Linked DNA regions of Mus musculus: region 1 is linked to region 2. Evidence: chromatin contacts called from public Micro-C data. All regions are on one chromosome and are shown on one strand. The core of a region is the stretch at or near the end of the contact, and the rest is flanking DNA. Distances in the headings are between cores, read along the strand shown. Region 1 has its middle 14 kb from the start of n-TLtaa3. Region 2 holds the start of Ltv1 (LTV1 ribosome biogenesis factor).

Region 1 (4,873 bases), core at 287-2,786, 280 kb after region 2:
CAAAACAGACAACAGCCTGGGTATGTGTCTGTCTGAAAGTTTCTGAGAACACTACAGGGACAGTGCAGGATGTCATCCCAATAGTGCAGCCCTGTCCTGGGATCTCCTATTCTCTGCTTTCCTCAAAGATTAAATATGCAGGCTAGAGGCTAGAAAGACAGGATAAGAGTCATGAACTTACATGTGGCAATAAAAGCCAAAAAAAGGAAAAAAGAGAAAAAAGACAATCTAAGAGAGCTGGAGATGTAGCTCAGTTGGTCAGATACTAACCCCAGAACGCACCAAGCCCTGGGTTTGATCCCTAGACCCAAACAAACAAAAACTGTGTAGTAATGCATGCCTACCATCTGAGCACGTGGGAGAAGGAAACTGGGACAGAAGGACAAGATTATCCTCTGCTACATAGTAAATTGGAGCCAACACAGATTACGTGAGGCTGGTGAAATGCCCGAGAACATCAGAAATTAAAAATAAAGAAGGTGAGAAGAGGGCCTCTGAGTGTTGTCTGTATCTCATGGGGATACCTGTGTTTGTTTTTTGTTTTTTCAAGTCAAGGTTTCTTGGCTGTCCTGAAACTCTGTAGCATCTACATGTTTGTATAGCAATCTGTATGTTGATACACACACACACACACACACACACACACACATGCGTGTGTATATCATATAATACAATATTGAGAGGACTGAGTGCCAGAGCCCTTGGAACTCCTGGGAATCCAACCACTGCTTCAGGCAGCCACTCCAAGGACATGTTGTCATCTGGCCTGAAGTAAGAATAGGTAGCTAGAATGAGTAAGCCACCCCCTGGGAAGTCTCCAGAGCCTAACCAATTATAGAGTCAGTCAGACCTCTAAAGATAGAGCTAACCAATCAAGGTAAAAGGACACAAAGCCCTCCCTGGAATTCCCCTGACTGACAATAAAAGCTAAGCCTGCACCAGGTAACTCCATTCCCAACTAGGGAGAGCCTTGCCTGCATGCAGGAGACTCAGCTGAATGAACGCTCTCTGCTTTTGCATACTGCTTGAGCCCGAGGTCTTCCTTCAGCAACTTTTGGACCCTAACAATATCATTTGCTATATATTTTATTTGACATATTATTTATGATATATATTACATATATCATATAACAAGTATGTATAGCAGAAGCATACTTGCCTCTGATGACCTTATACATTATGTATCTATTGGTTTTCATCATTGTCTTAGATTATGCTTTGCCCGATTTCCCAATTGCATCAGTTTCTCGTACTCTTGGTTTAATCTTATTTTGCTCCTTATGGCTCTAGGAGCAACAGGCTGATATTTAAGTGTGTGTGTGTGTGTGTGTGTGTGTGTGTGTGTGTGTGTGTGTGTTACACTTAGTCTGGCAGATGCATGGGAGCCTATAGAATCAGGTTTGTGGGCATTCTCTTGTATAGCAATTTCCTGCAAACTGGAGCATTTCACTCTGGAGAGAAAATCCTTTAAGACTTCCAAAGTTTGTAGCTGCAGGGTTCCACATTCCTTTAAAGCCAGCAGTCAGGGGTAGAGGCAGGAGGATCTCTGGGAATTTGTGATCAGCCTGCTTTACATAATAAGCTCCAGACCCACCCAGGCAACACACTGAGACCCTGTCTCAAACAAAGAAACAAAAACAAAGGACAAAACTACTTCGGAAGATTTTAAAGGTTTGTGAAGAGGAAAGGTAACAACTCACTAGTCTCAGGAAGAGCCAGAAACTGACCATAAGTACTCTGCTGCCTGCTTTGGTTTTGTTGTTGTTGTTGTTTTTTCTGAGACAGGATTTGCATGTATGAGTCTGTGTGTCTGTGTTTGACATGATTCCTGTGGGAGTAAACATCTAGTCTGCTCACTGCAGCTAGGGCACAGCCAACAGACCGAAGTAATGATACCCAACATCCAGTTACTCATTGAACTATAGGTAAGAGATTACTTACAGTAGTGTGGACTTAAAGGCACCTGCATCACCAAAGAGCCCAGCCTACTGTAGGGGATTACATAGGAAAACTGCTGCCTGCTTTTTTTTTTTTTTTTTTTTTTGAGATAGAGATTCACAATGCAGCCCTAGGAGGCCTAGTACTCACTGTATAAAGCAAACTGATCTTAAACTCACAGAGATCCTCCTGCTTCTGCCTCCTGACTGGTAGACTAAAGGAATGGGCTACCACTCTCACTAGAAGCCGAAGCCCATCCTTGACTACATAGAGAGTCAAATGGCAAAATAACACCTAATCAACAAAAACAAGCAATTTATTTGGGCTGGAACGATAACTCAGTTGCATGGAATTGCTAGGCACGTGCAAGCTGTAGGTGTAAACCCCAGCACAAGGGATGGTTTACAAGTTGATTGCCAGTCTGTTCTCCAGATCTTAGGTAAAAGGCCAACTAGCAATCAAATCCCCATCTGTGCTAGGAGAAAGAAAACGATGGAAAGCAGGAGTCTTACCAGAGGCCTGACAGTCATCTAAAGGAAAAAGGGGGCCACAGCCACTACTAGCTTCAGTGTTCACATTGGCCTTGAGGCCAGAGCAATATGTGCTCCGCTGGACTCTTACCACCTGGGGAAGTCTAGAAATTGAGACCAGCAGGGTACCTGAGAAACTGGACTGCTCTCCTGGTGATAAGGGATGGGGGAATCAGGATAGACGTTCAGAACTTGGAAAACTTACTGTCTTTACCCCTCATTCCCATTTATAGTTTCTGTATTTATTTCCACTTTGTTAGAACTTAGTGTTTGCACATTTCTTTAATCACGAAGAAATGGTTTCTTCTTTTTATCTGTTTGCTGGTCCCTGGGTGATCACTTGCTAAATATATTTAACCAGTTTATCTACTTCGCCCCAAAGTTGACTCCTCCAGACCCAAAGATAAATCACTGTAATTATTTATTCTCTTGAAAAGGAACAGGAGGTGAGCATGGCAAAGTAGGAGAGGCTGTGCTAAAATTTGTTTTCTATTTGGCAGAAAGCAATATTTTCTGAATCTTCCCCTATCAGGTAGATGGATTTAAAAAATGGGTCACATAAGAAGCTTGAACGGACCTAATGGGCAGAAGAGACAGAAATCTAATGCTATATTTATTCACAGAATGTGCCAGACTGAGGTGAAACAGTCATCATTCCTCTGCAGTGGCAAAGGCTTGCTTCAGACGACCTTTATTTCTCTGCTGCATTAGTTTCTTGGTTTGTTATTAGGGAACACCTCACAGGCTCTTGGGGGAAATCTTGGCTGGTCAGAATATTTTATGATAATCTTCTCTGCTTCTGCTTTCTTTCCTATTTATTTATTTATTTATTTGTTTGTTTATATTTTTTGAGGTATAATAGCCCTGGATGTCCTGAAACTCTCGTTATAGACCAGAATGACTTCAAACTCAGAGTTCTGCCTGCCTGAGAGCTGACAATAAAGACATACACCCCCATACTGGCTCAAAGATAGGACATGTTCTCTTTTTTGTTTGTTTTTTGTTTTGTTTTTCAAGATAGGTTTTCTAGGGCTGGAGAGATGACTCAGTGGATCTAGCTGCCTCTGCTTCCCGAGTGCTGGGATTAAAGGTGGGTTGCCACCACATCCCTGTGTTCTTAATTTTAACTGCTTTTCAAATTCCATCTTCTACTTGCTTGCTATATAAGAAAATTTTGGTGGAAAATGCTGGGATCTAAATGAAGGGGGCTTCGGATACCCTGGAACTGCAGTTACAGTGGTTGTGAGCTGTCTGGTGTGGGTGGTGCGAACTGAACTCATGTTCTCTGAAGAGTGGGTAGCAAAGGTTCTTAGGCATGGATGGAGCCATCTCTCCAGCCCTCTAAATTACTGACTTATAGTCAGTTCTTAGATGGCCAAAACTAATCATAAACAAAACACAAAAAAAATAATTTTGGGGGTTTTCAGATTGTTTCAACCAAATTCTATTTTCCTTCAGATGATTTTAAGTTGAAAATTAACATTTAAAGTTGACTGAGCTAGGAAACATTCCTACATTCCTGTAACAGCTAGTAAATATGTTAGTTGAGCTGGGGAGATTGCTCAGTGGTTAAGGTCACATACTGCTCTTCCAAAAGCCTACAGCCACCTGTCACTCGCGCGCGCGCGCGCGCACACACACACACACACACACACACACACACAACATTACTAAAAATAAGACAAATCTGGCTTTGAAGAGAAGGCTCAGGGGTTCACTGCACCTGCTGCTTTTACAGAGGACTCCAGGTTTGATTCCCAGTATCCACACGGTGGTTTACAACCATCCATAAAGCCAATTTCATGAGATCCAATGCCCTCTTCTGACCAGGCATATACATGGTGCACATATATGCATGCAGAAAAAATGTTTATACACATAAAATAAATAATCAAATATTTTTTGGAATATTTTCTTTTCTTTTTGATTTATTTGTTTATTATATGTAAGTACTCCAGAAGAGGGAGTCAGATCTTATTACAGATGGTTGTGAGCCACCATGTGGTTGGTTGCTGGGATCTGAACTCACGACCTTCAGAAGAGCAGTTGGTATTGGTGCTCTTAACCACTCTGCCATCTCTCCAGCCCCTGGAATATTTTCATTAATTTTTTTTTAGTTTCATACAATGTCCTTTTAACATCCTATGTCCCTAACTCCTACCCTCATCTCCACCTCTCCATCTCTTCCCTCCCCACTCTGAGATTACTTCTTTTTCTTTCTTTCACCATACAGTCTACTTCATGATGCCCAGCAAGTGTTGGGATGGGATCTGCCCTGGTATGGTCTGCCTGCATAGGTATGGTGGTTTGACCATGGCTTGACCCATGGAAAGTGGTACTATTTTTCGGAGGTGTGGCCTTATTAGAGGAAGTGTGTCACTGTGGGGGTGGGTCTCCTCCTATGG
Region 2 (5,239 bases), core at 891-3,390:
TACATGTCAAATGTTTTACCTAATAGCCAAAAGGTTGCCAGGTCAGACCCAGAGGAGGACAATGAGTTAGCTACTAAGGGGGTACTGAATATAGGCAACATTCCAACTTTCCACAATCATGAAGTTCTAATTAGTCATTTAAAATCTTCAACACAAATATGGCTTTTTCTTCTGGGAATTTTGGGTTGCAGTAAAAATGCTCATAAGGGCACCTAATAGCCCCTCTCTCACAGAGTCATAGTGGGGAAATTGGTTATTCAGGTAGAATGCCAAATCATTAATTCCCATAAACAAATATTTATTGGGTGTGTGTATCAAGAACTAGATCCAGTAGTAAATAAAACAGATTGAACTGAGCCTGGTGCTTCCCATATAAATCTTGCTTTCAAATAGCAAAGAATGATGGCTAGTTAGCATAAAGATATGTTAAACTATATATGTACTTTACAAAACATTTTCTCATGACAAAACGTGTGGTTCTGATCTAAACTATTTCCATTATTTTTCTTGTAGAAAAAGAACAGTAGCCCACAAACATTTACAATGATAATATTTGGCTATAATTATAGAGACATTTCAACAGAACTCAAGACATTGAAGAAAAAAAAAAAACCACTAGCAATTGGGAATGAGAAAGCAAGCGTCTACTGATAGAATGTTGGATTATTTCATCACGCTCCTCTCCAGCATCCGACGGAAATCTTCCTAAGAAATTACACTTAAAATCCTATTTGCTTAAGGCACCACAAAATATGTGAGCAACAACTTGGGGGATGGAGATGTAGTCACAGAAAACGTGTTAGGGTGCTCTCCGAGCATGCAGGAAGCCCTGGCTGGCTTCAGTCTTCAGCATCACACACATCGAATACGCCCAACACTAGCGTGATGCAAGTAGGAGGATACGTAGTTCAAGTTGGACAGAAGGCTGGGCTACATGAGACACTGTCTCAAAAAACAAAAACAAAAAACCACCTTGGGTTTTTATTAGTTTTCATCTTAAAAAAATATGCAATCATCAGAGCTTCGGAATTTATTTTATTACATCAAATGCCCCTAAAACCAATAATCTTAGTGTTGTGATCATAAAAAGAGAAAGAGCTATTACGATAAGTTCTGGCGGGGTCTGGGAGAAGGGGGTATAGAGTTTATTCAGGGCATGGAGAGGGGAGTTAAGAAAGTAGACGAGGCAGAGAAAGGCAGAGAGAAGGAGAGAGTAGTGAAGTAGAGGCGGGCCATGACACATGGAGCAAGGGGGGGAGGGAATGGGGAGCAAGAGGGCAAGAGGCAAAAGAAAGGCAAATGAGAGAGGATGGGAGAGGGGGAGACAAGCAGCCCCTTTTATAGGGCCAGGTCTACCTGGCTGTTGCCAGGTAACCGTGGGGCAGCGAATACCTGGCAATTGCCAGGTATCTGTGGGGGTGGAGTCCAGACAGAATACCAACACTTATGGACTGTGCTAAAGGTACGGTTGGGAGTTGTTCATCAAAAAGATGTAATACGAAAACCCTAAAGATGTTAGACTCTGCCTATTGAAGCTAGGCCTTGGTTGGACATTGCTAGGCAACTGATTCCCCTTAGGTCAAGAAGCCAGGGAAGGCCAGGGAGTGGTGGAGCACGCCTTTAATCTCGGGAGGCAGAGGCAGGCGGATTTCTGAGTTTGAGGCCAGCCTGGTCTACAGAGTGAGTTCCAGGACAGCCTAGGGCTACACAGAGAAACCCTGTCTCGAAAAACCAACCAACCAACCAACCAAACAACCAAACAACCAAACAAACAAACAAACATATTAAAAAAAAAAAAAAAGAAGAAGAAGAAGCCAGGGAAGTGACCACTTTCCTGTCATGAACCTGCACAGCCTTGGTCTTGTTTTCGTTTGTTTTTGATTGTTTTTGTTTTGTTTGTTCTGAGTTAAGCACAGGTAAGGAATATCTGAAGCCCCAGGTTGGAACCTGAAACTTGCCCTCAGGTAAGTAGGCTACTCCCTGCCGCCACCAACTCCAGCCAGAAAGCCCCGCCCACTGAAGGTCCTGCTAGCCCCACCTCCCGGAAGTCCCCGGGAAGGTTCTGTCACCGCGGGCTCACGCAACTTCCGGCTACAGCCTAGCGGCTCGCCGGCGATTGGCTCCTTGCCCCGCCATCGTGTGACGTGCTGCCCTAGCCCTGTGGACCCACGTGTGGAGCTGCCGGCAGGTACCGGGGAGCGGCGGTTCGGCTGCCGCGGTTCCGGAGAGGGTGTCCCTGCCTCATCATGGTGAGAAAACCGCGGTGCTCCGGGAGGGAGCCGCTCCCTGCGGCTGACTTAGGCCACTGGCCGCGTGGCTTGGTGCCCCGAGTCCTGTCACTCTCCCGGCACCAGTCACCTTCGTCACCCCCGGGGCACTTCGGAAGGAGAAAGAAGGTTTCCCTTTCGCCAAACGCCCGGAGTTTCCAGTCCTGAAGGCTTTGGGTAACTCCGTCCCTGTGACGCAGAAGCTCCGCCCCCTGCTTCCGGGGTTCACTTGGGCCACTGGGTAGCAACTCTGGTTAGACCCAGAGCTGAAGAGCAAATACGAATGTATCGAGGAGTAAATCATCTGAACCTTAGTTGTCTGTGCCCTAATCTTATTTACTACCTTGTAGATGAAGTGTCTGTCTATATTTTCTTGTGGCAGGCTCCTTGTCTTGTTGATAAAACTTTTCGGGGACCTTCCCAGAGCACCCATTAAGAGAGACTTCAGGCATTTGCTTTTGATTTGAAAATCCTGTTTGATTTTCCCTCTTACTGATTTACTTGCTAAGAGCGGAGAGTTTCTCACACTGCCCCACATATTCCCCAGCACCTTTGAACAAGTGTCTCAGAGTAGGTGCCTAGCCAGGGTTTGTTGGCGAAGGTAAGTATGGATCCTTCAGGAGACAGGGACTCCTGTCCTGTCTGGCTTAGGTGTACAAATCTGAAATATCTGTTCACCCTCCACATGCTTAACTGAGTGTACCTGTGGCTGTGGCGTTGCCCACTGTGTGGGGGTTCTGTTTTATTGACCTTTCCTGATTATTTTGTAGCCTCACAGAAAGAAAAAGCCCTTTATAGAGAAGAAGAAAGCTGTGTCTTTTCACCTGGTCCACCGGAGCCAGCGAGATCCTTTAGCCGCAGATGAAACTGCACCCCAGAGGGTTCTCTTGCCTACACAAAAGGTAGGTCCTGTTCTGGAGCCACTACGTTTTTAGGTGAATGGTAGTTTTGTAGTCCTGAACATGGAACCCAGGGAACTTAAGCATGCCGGGCATTCTCAGAAGTTGGTCCTCTTAAAAAAATAAAAAAAAGAGCTGTGACTCAGTTTCCAGTTTCTGTGCTGATGTTTGATGTTGTGTATTTATTTTGATTGACAGGCTAAAGCATCTTTGAGATTATTAAATAAAGAGATCTTATAGAATATTAGTCAAGTTCACTAGTTCACAGCCTCCATCTGCACAGTATTATTTAGGCTATGGCGGTATGCTCAGTCTCTGCTTTCTCTTGGGATTCCCCCATATTACAGTAGTCTTCCATTTGCCCCCTCGTCTCTCATGTCATGAAATACAGAACATCCAAGCTCATGGATAGCTTTGGCAATCCTAGAGGGGCCGTGAGTAGGTTGGTTTATGTTAGCATCACACTTGTTAAAGATGGATAATGGAAACATTTTGGGGGATGCTGGAAAGATGGCTCAGTGTTTAAGTACTTGCTGCTCTTGCAGAGGACCCAGGTTCGGTTCCCAGCACCCATATGTAGAGTCACAGCCATCTATAACAACTGTTCCGGGGGTTTTGCTACTCCCTTTTGTCCTCTGTGTGTATTAGCTGCACATACACACTCATTAAAAGTGTAAAAAAACGTTTTAAGTATTTCGAGGCATTTGCCTCCCTTTAACTTTTCCTTAAAGCCACCCATTACACCACTTCATGAAAAGCTTTCTTTGGGTATAAGTACAAGAAACTATACTTACTGTCAAAGCTTCCAAATCTTTTCTTCTAAGCCTCCAGTGACATTTTTTGAGTGTATGTTACATATATTTCTTACCTAGATTTGCCATGCAGAATTGTCTAGTTGAAAGACTCGTTCTCTATGCCCCAGTACAGGGGAACGCCAGGGCCAAAAAGGAGGAGTGGGTGGGTAGGGGAGTGGGGGTGGGTGGGTATGGGGGACTTTTGGTATAGCATTGGAAATGTAAATGAGCTAAATACCTAATAAAAAATTAAAAAAAAAAAAGAAAGAAAGACTCGTTCTCACTCGTGTTATGTGTATGTGCTCCTGCTTCACTTTGTCTTTGAGACCAGGTCTGCGTTTTTCAGGCTTGTCATACCATACGTTGGTGGGTTCTAATGGCCTGCCTCAGCCTGGCTTGTTGTCATTCTGTTATAATTGTATGTAGCACTATGTTTTGGACTCTCTGTAGTTGTGGTATTTGTCAGGAACTAATGATTCCTATCAGCCACTATTCCTGTGCTGTCTACAAAAGTTGTCAGGGTCCTGGCCTTACTCGTGGCAGGATAGCTAACTCCGTGTTGTTGTCCAAGGTCAATGACGAGGAAAGACGGGCTGAGCAGAGGAAGTACGGCGTGTTCTTCGACGACGATTATGATTACTTGCAGCACCTGAAGGAGCCCTCTGGGCCCGCAGAGCTTATCCCCAGCACCTCCTTTGCCACACCCCTCTGCGACAAGACAGAAGACCCCTGCGTATACTCAGTAAGCTTTCTCGGCCCCTTTACATGTGAAACCCTGCAGCAATGGGGAGACTCCTCGTTTTTAAGTCAATAACTTAGGGTCAGAAAATGGTGCCGGTATGAAGAATATAGAGTCTCTGCCTGCTGTTGTATAGACATGTGTATGTCTGCACCATTGGGTGTAGGCCCTTTCTCTGGTAGCTGCTGTCAATATTAACAGCCTTTTGTCAGGTTCAGAACTATGAGTCATGTCAGGCAGCATTTTCCATAGAAGAAAAACAGGGCATCCTGTATCCTGACATAGTTTTATGATCATAAACTGTTGTGGAGGTGTTTTCAGATCTTTAACACTTTTGTGAACTCTGCAAGGTAGCCATAGAGAGAGTAGCATGGACAGGTTGTAGTGCCACCCACAGCAGGAGTGCAGACCACTGTCCCACGCTTTTCCCTTTACAGACAAGCAAGCACATTCACGTGTGCCTGTGCTGCGCCTGGATGTCCTGCGGGTGCCTGCCTCTGTTGAGGACGCCCCATTGGTGTGCACTTTGTCCTTTCATTC

Evidence for each region. Hi-C and Micro-C count contacts between places; a contact is called where the count stands out from the background.
Region 1: a contact with region 2 is called in a Micro-C map of embryonic stem cells, with 3 times the contacts expected there. The contact joins the enhancer-like site here to the promoter of Ltv1 in region 2. A contact is called at or near these places in 4 of 39 promoter capture datasets (hematopoietic stem and progenitor cells, liver and pre-B cells), 1 of 484 Hi-C or Micro-C datasets (embryonic stem cells) and 1 of 9 other capture datasets (adipose tissue).

What each region holds. Positions count from the first base shown.
Region 1 is chr10:12,906,079-12,910,951 of GRCm38.p6, reverse strand. No RefSeq gene overlaps it. Among named protein-coding and RNA genes, the nearest start is that of n-TLtaa3, 14 kb to the left of the region's middle. Within about 2 kb of position 1,536, at least 8 of the 459 cell types and tissues checked have an H3K27ac peak or open chromatin away from gene starts, as enhancers often do. A contact at or near this core is called in embryonic stem cells, where this site is marked.
Region 2 is chr10:13,190,038-13,195,276 of GRCm38.p6, reverse strand. Ltv1 (LTV1 ribosome biogenesis factor) reads left to right here and starts at 2,140. Exons shown (of 11, transcript NM_181470.4): 1 at 2,140-2,249; 2 at 3,038-3,169; 3 at 4,532-4,702. The coding sequence starts at 2,247.